2 separate regions of the Zea mays genome follow, and region 2 is linked to region 1. A link is a contact called in public Hi-C data. All regions are on one chromosome and are shown on one strand. The core of a region is the stretch at or near the end of the contact, and the rest is flanking DNA. Distances in the headings are between cores, read along the strand shown.

The links. A called contact is a pair of places that touch in the nucleus more often than the background predicts.
Region 2: a Hi-C map of ear shows a contact between it and region 1, with 3 times the contacts expected there. The contact joins the promoter of LOC109939298 here to the promoter of LOC118473561 in region 1. A contact is called at or near these places in 3 of 25 Hi-C or Micro-C datasets (ear, leaf and tassel).

What each region holds. Positions count from the first base shown.
Region 1 is chr10:81,067,904-81,071,892 of Zm-B73-REFERENCE-NAM-5.0, reverse strand. LOC118473561 reads right to left here and starts at 2,431. Exons shown (of 1, transcript XM_035963402.1): 1 at 1,205-2,431. The coding sequence starts at 1,982. The coding sequence ends at 1,341.
Region 2 is chr10:81,453,646-81,457,398 of Zm-B73-REFERENCE-NAM-5.0, reverse strand. It overlaps LOC109939298 (protein ALP1-like), which reads right to left and starts at 2,064. Exons shown (of 4, transcript XR_004853179.1): 1 at 1-2,064. LOC100286339 (snRNP core Sm protein Sm-X5-like protein) reads left to right here. Exons shown (of 4, transcript NM_001159226.1): 4 at 2,083-2,420. The coding sequence ends at 2,202.

The sequences.
Region 1 (3,989 bases), core at 1,182-3,681:
CGTTTCGTGGCGTTGCCGTGCTAGCTAGCTTGCCTTGCGACCCCCATGAAATGAGCAGACAGACACAGGGGAATCCACGAGAGGTCAACGACCTAGTGTAGTGGCTGTACTGGACTGGACATCCTTGCTTCCTTGGGGCCGCCACAGCGCGCGTGTTGGATTTCTACAGCTATTTCTGTGTACAGTCGCCGCCCACGCAGAAACATAGGATACTACTGCCGCGCGTCTTGCTTTGCGTCCAGATTCTTCCACGTACGCGAAGCCATCTAATCCAACAACAAAAACGTGACCCACGGTAGTAACGTAAGCTATCGTTTGTAGTACACTTGTGATGTTTGTTTTACGCCCGCATCGGTCAGAGAAGAATGCCCGAGTCACTCTCATGCAATGCAACCTCCCTCCGTCCCATTTTATTGCTCGTTATATACATTAAATATTGTATAAATTCATTAATATTATCTTTTTTGCCTTTTGTTTTCACTTTTCCGACCCTAAACGAATACTATTTTTACCTTTTATTTAGAGGTTTTTGTGACTATTAAAATATATGACAAGGAATACTGTTTTTTCCGACCATTTTCGCTTTTTCCGGGTTTAAGTTGGGATAGCATTTTTCTAATTGCACATAATATTATGTTTCAGATAATATAATGAATAAATCATAGGAGGACATGTCATATCATAACAAATTTATTTATAATTAATTATTTTATTTGATAGCCATACATATTATATATATATATATATATATATATATATATATATATATATATATATATATATATATATATATATATATATATATATTTGTTAGATGAGTTGTTCAATTGATCGTAATATTAGTATAATTTTAAGCTCAATGCGGCTATGTTTTCGGTTCTAATCCTTAATGGATTTGTTCCATTCAAGTCTTCGTCCCCTAGTCCCATTTCTGAAATAAAATTTGAAAATAAAAAAACGTGAGTGAATTAATCCCCGACCAGAATTCTGTTTGTTTTCGTACCTTAGTTTGGGAGCTAAAATACCGGAAAGGATTGGAGGGGAAAAATTCCCTTTCTTATTCAAAATTGAATAAGAAGATTTTTGCCCTCACAATCCCCTCCTATTTTTCCGATTTTGTGACTCCCAACTAGCCCGTAGATTACCATCCAACGAGAAAACTAGTCAATTACCATCCAACGAGAAAACTAGTCATGGTATTTCCTATATATGAAAGCCGGTTCAAACCGAGCTCTCTCGCGATGTCCACGTCGCCCAGAGTGTTCTGACACGTTCGATTTCTAATCAACGGGGCACTGGCCTCCACCCCTCGTTGAGCACTCCCCCTCCACAGTCTTGCCCTAGAACCTTCTCGATGCTTCTCTCGCCCTCGCTCGGGAGGCCGCGACCCATCCCTCGTACGGGGCCGGCCCCTTCTTCTGCCGCCCGCACCAACCCTCCGCCAACAACTCCCTGCCCTGCTCGCACCAACCCTCCGCCCCTAGCTCCCCGCCCCGCCCGTACCAACCCTGCGCCCTCGAGCTCCCTGCCTCGCCCAGCTCGTGGAGGCGAGCAGATGCTTGAACATTTAATCCACCCTCCTCCAACTCCCTGGGCACGGCGGTGGCGGCGCGCCGGTGCATGGCCGGCTCGAGGCGGGATTGGATGAATTGAGGAGCGGGATAGGTACACGGTGGAGTGGGACGCAAGGACGTTGAGGTGAGATGGCCAAAGCAGAAGGTGTCGTCACAGCCGCAGTCGGAGCACAACAGACAATGGGAGTGGTGGCACGCCGGAGATTGGAGACACTCATCGTCCATGGAATGGGGCACATGGTAGCGGACGAGGGAGGGCCATAGTAGAAGGTGTCTGCGCTGAAGATCTTTGGCTCCCATCTCGCCGGCTGCAGCGAGGCGCCATGCTTTGAGGGTTGCTCCGCCACGCAGATGCTCTCCGACATCCACTTCCAGCGCGCCTGGGTCCAGGTCCCAAATTAATCTCATCTTTCTCCTTTCTCCCCCACCTGCATTTTGTCCATTTTTGGTTTGGATTTGCAGGGTGTGATCCTGCCTGTCAGCGAACTACAACAAAGCTGGCAGACGACCCTTGAGGAAATGATAGGTCCTGTGTCGTCGACCTTTTCGTCGTGCCAAAATAAGCAGAGAGACGATTCTAGCGGCCAAGTATGTTGGCTCTAAATGGTTCTTTTGATCCTGCTTTATGTTTGCATCGCTCTCACATTGTTGAAATAGTATTCAATTTAGTAAAAAAAACTCAACACCCGCATGTGTAAGACAACCTCTGTGCATATAGAAGAAACGCATGTGGATAAAACTCCCATAGATAGCGACATAGTTAACCACAAGAGATTTAGGCTGGTTTTGAGCTTGTCCTTTGGCATGAGACAAAAAGGGATATTTTTAAACAACACACAATATTATTCAATTATGTTCTATGATTCTATTATTCTTAATTGTCTTGAAGCGTGACTATATGCATAGATGTTATTCCCTCCGTTGTAAATACATGGCACATTTTTTCTGCAATAAATTACATGACACTTTATTTTTTGTCCTAAATCAATCTTCTAAAACTGACCAAGTTATTAGGAAAATGTATTAGCATCTACAGGTTCAAATAAATGCATTATCAAAGAGTTTAATAAAACTAATTTGATGTTGTCGATGTTGTTGGTTTGGTGCATTCTCCTATACATTTCATCAAAGATAAAAAAAATTAAAGTAAGACAAAGCTAACTATAATTTGGTCCAGGGAGTATTACGTTTGTGTTCTATAAATGGTAGGTTGTTTTCTTACTTTTTTTGTTTGTGTTAAGATGAATAAGCAGTTCCCTAATTGCTTCAGTCGTCGGGGTAACAAAAGGACGTGGTCCATATGGCACCTGTTCACGAATAGACGTGGCCCACGATCTCAACTATCAACAGACGTGTCTCCTCTGTACGTCGGTGCCTTCAGGCATCTCTCCATGTATAAATATCAGTTGCAATAAAGAAGAAAGACAGGGATTCGTCCACTATTCATTTGTCACATACAGTTTCACTTTATTACACGTCATCAGCACTTGCTTTTACAAAAGAGAGCAAAGGCCAAAACAAGAACAGCGGAGGCAAGAAGTTCTTCATCAAAAGAAAAGAAAAACAGTCGGGTACGCAATGATCTACAAAGATCTTTCTGTTGCCCTTCTTACCTTCATCCCTCGGTTTTTGAACGGTGGCCATCGTCGCCGGCGAGGCGCTGACTTTGTCGCACGTCGTCTTCTACGTGCTGCGCATCGACATGGTCGCCACCATGCCAAGAAGCGCAGCAAGAAGGACACCCGGGCCACACTTGACCCTGAGCGCGTCCGCCGGACCGGTGGTGATCCTGGCGCAGGTCCCAGCAACGCTACGGCACCTGCTGCACCGCCGCAGCAACCGCCAGCGCCACGCCAAGACCGATGGGTGTGTCCTCCATCGCCTTCGCTGGAGCGGGTTGCAGAGCGGTTGCGTGAGTCCGAGACCCAGCAGCCGCTCCGTCCGATGCGGTACTGCCCCCTCCATGGATGGGGGCCGTGTCCTGCTCGCCAACTGCGTGCTCCTCCAGCGGATGCAGACACTGCCACCCCCGCTGTTAGATCGAGCGGACTGCTCGTTCAAGTCACCTCTCCAGCGCGCCCTCGTGCTCGGACACGGCTGACTGCGCGGAAATCAACCGGCCCTCGTGGTCGCCCCGTCGGCCAGATCGCATCCACGTCTACTGCGACGGTTGCCGTCGACGCCACCTCTTCCTCCTCCGACGATGAGAGGATCGCCTTAGTCCTCGGCGACGGGGTGCAGCAGCGACTGCCTACCCCGACTCCCGATGACGGCCCATCCGGAACGGTCTCACCGTCGACGCTCTTGAGCCCGAGCGGCAACAGGGTGGTACGTCGGCTGGCGCACCACCTCTCTCCACGGCCACTCGCGCCGGGGTCGTGGTCGGCAACAGCGAGACCGTCCGACGATGACGAT
Region 2 (3,753 bases), core at 815-3,314, 390 kb before region 1:
AGAAAATATATGATCAAGCATGGTAAATAGTAATGTGCCAGTTGCGAATATATAAAACAGATTCTTACACGAGCCACGGCTGCGACATCCAAGAGATGCGCCACCCAGAGGCATTAAAGCATCATATACCATTGATCGACAGCTCAGAGACTAATAAACAAGTATAGATATATTCAAAAGTAACCATATAACTCAGCTCAACACATAGAACATTGATCTATAGCTGAGAAAATATATGATTAAGCATGCTAAATATTAATGTGCCAGTTGCAAATATATATAAAACAGATTCTTACAAAAACCACGGCTGCGACATCCAAGAGATGCGCCACCCAGAGGTACTGCTTGTGCCCAGCAAGAGTAACCATAGAACTCAGCTCAACATAGAACTCAGCTCAACATAGAACTCAGCATAGAACTCACCCAGAGGTACTGGTTGGTTGCTCAGAGACTAATAAAAAAGTAACCATAGAACTCAGCTCAACATCATTGATCCTAGGTACTGCTTGTGCCCAGCAAGAGTATGTAGATTTTGTTAATAAATATGTCATCTTGTTAATATACAGGTAACCAAACAACATGAACCATCTGATTTTTGCATCCCATGGATCTTGCATCCTCATATACAGGTAACAAAACGGATCACTAAGGGTGACAATCCAAGTAAATTATAGATTTTCTTGAAGAAATGCGTGTTCTAAACCAGATCAGAGCAACCAGATCAGAGCAACCAATACGAAACTGGATCCACAAATCCAGATCTGAGCAACCAATACGAAAATCATATTTGAGCAAGCACAAAATCGTATCTGAGCAACCAGATCCAGGGGGAGGGCAAGAAAAAGTGTCAAACCTCCGTACCTTTGACAGCGGAGGGAGAGCTCGACGGAGAGAGGGAGAGCTCGGCACAGACAAGTGATGGCGACGACACCGATGGAGATCTCGAGGGAGAGGGAGAGCTCGAGGGAGAGAGGGAGAGCTCGGCACAGACGAGTCACGGCGACGACACCGATGGAGATCTCGAGGGAGAGGGAGAGGGAGAGAGGGAGATCTCGAGGGAGAGAGGGAGGGCGAGTGGAGATGGCGTACCCGGCCGAGGCGGCGCCAAACCCTAGCACGCGGGATCCAGCTCGAGGGAGAGAGGGAGGGCGAGTGGAGATGGCGTACCCGGCCGAGACGACGGCAAACCCTAGCACGCGGGATCCAGCTCGAGGGAGAGCTCGGGAAACCCTAGCACGCGGCGCTGCGCGAGCGAATGCGCCTGCGAGCGAGCTGCCGCGCGTGGGGAGCCTGGCTACGGAGCGACGCCCAAAATGGCCGTATGAGCCGGGCCTGGTTGAGAGGTGGGTTTTGCAGCAAGCGAGACAGGCTCCGACCCCCACACAGGTAACCAAACAACATGCACCATCTGATTTTTGCATCCCATGGGTGTTGCATGCTCATATACAGGTAACCAAACAGGTGGTATGCAAACCGACATGGGTAGCTGCTCGCTCAATCGGTTTCTGGTTGCCACTCTGCAAGCAGACACTGAAGTTGATATACGTGCTGGATTCCGCCTTCGACTTGCTTGATACATTATGCAAACCGACATGCTTGCTACTTATGGGGGGGTGTGTGTGTTATTTGGGGGGACCTTATTAATTAGTCCTGTTGGCAGGTAGGGTGCTGTTTTAGTTGGCATTTATTTAGGCTACTGAAGTTGGTTGGACTACATTTCTGCAGGTGGGGTGGGTGTTGGGAACACGAACAATACTGCTTAGTCATAGATACATAGCGTACAGTAATACTGCTGGAGTGTGGTTTTCATGCGTACGAGATGCTCGAAGTAATCTCGAAGCAAAGCAGTGCTTATATATTCATGTATCCTATTTTGTGTGTAGGAGATAGCTCTTTGTGGTCAGCTTGGTGAACGCACTGCAATGCTGTGCTGCATCCTTTTTTTCTGAGTAGGCTATTGGAAGCATCCCATCCATTGCAGACCGCACTTCTTTTTTTTGCAATGCTGTTTGCTGTAGGAAGTAACAGTGAACTATTGACGCTGAACATGCTGTTAACGGTCGAATTATTTTCCTTTGGCAGCTGTCAGTGCGGAACTGCTTCATCCGGGGCTCGGTGGTGCGGTACGTGCTGCTCCCGCAGGACGGCGTGGACGTGGACATCCTGCACGACGCCACCAGGAGGGAGGCGCGCGGAGGCTGATCGGCATCGGCATCGGCCCCCCTCACCTGTGCTGCTTCTCCCCCGGGGAGGAGATTGATCTGCCTTGCCCTGATCTCGTCTGGTTGTACGAAACATATGCTGATCTGAGTGGCCCCAACTCCCCCAGCACACACTTGATCCACCACCCACCCAGCTCCCTGCCTGGTACTTGCATGTTCCTTGCTGTGTGTGTGTGTGTTCAGCACACACTTGATCCACCACCCACCCAGCTCCCTGCCTGGTACTTGCATGTTCCTTGCTGTGTGTGTGTGTGTTCAGCACACACTTGATCCACCACCCACCCAGCTCCCTGCCTGGTACTTGCATGTTCCTTGCTGTTTGTGTGTGTGTCTGTCAGTCAGTAATGCTGTTTGACCAAGAGGGTTAGCGTAACCGAACAAGCCCTAACGGAGTAACGGACGCTGTAGCGGTTGATGAATCACAAGAGTCCCAATGTAAGCGGGGTTGAATCACAAGAATCCCAAGGGATGTCAATGGCGAATTACCCGTCAGGGGATGGCTCACTATCCCTGCCTTTGTCCTTGCGGACGCTCATGAGGAAGATTTTTCTTCCATCCTCGACAGGGAATCTGTCTCCACTAGAAAATACAATAGCTAGAGGTTAATTCGCTAGAGGGAAAATACAATAGCTAGAGGTTAATTCGCTAGAGGTTAATTCGAACCGATTATATTAAAATTGAATAAAGAATATTTTAAATTATAAAAGATATCTACGTTAGAGTGTAGTTTGCTATTTTATAACAGACCGTATATTAAATTTTTAGTATAATTTTAAAATATTAACGGACCAATTTAGATGAAGGGAAGTTTGCAGTGTGGGAAACGGGGAAGAGGAATAGTTTCGCATCGTGGGCAACAATTCCCTCCATTTCAACCCTCGTGGTATAGGTGTACATTCAGGCTGTCCGGCCCAAGCCCGAAAAGATCCGTATTATTTGAATTTCGTGTCGGCCTGGTCCGTTTGAATTTCGGGCCGTACCGGGCCGGCCCATGGGCCTAGCCCACGGTCTGTCCCATAATTGCTTAAACGTGCCGGGCTTATTTCGGGCGGCCCAAATTCACATTAGAGCTCGAAATTCACATCAGAGCCCGATTCAAAACAAATTTAATAAAACAAATAAAAGATAAGACAAATAAATTTGACCAAAAGCAAACTTAATATTTGTATTAAGTTACCAGAGCTATGCAATGACTATCTTGTTTGTAAATCATTTTGTTAGAAAGAAAAAGAGTATAATCAGCTCTATATAAAGTTCGTAAGTTCAGTTCATTATCTAATATTCATAACAAAAATAAAATTACATCACATACTCTAATTCAAAGCTACAAAAAACATCTAACTAACATTATATCTAGCTTTGTGTTCTTTACCAAGTACATGAAAGTGTGGAATGAAGTGTAATTTTAATAAATATATGGGCCTTTTCGTGCCTCTATATGGACCATTTCGTGCCTGCCTTAAACGGGCCGTGCTCGTGCCCGCTCATGGGCCGCGACCTCGGCCCAAACCTGGCCTGATATATCGGGCTG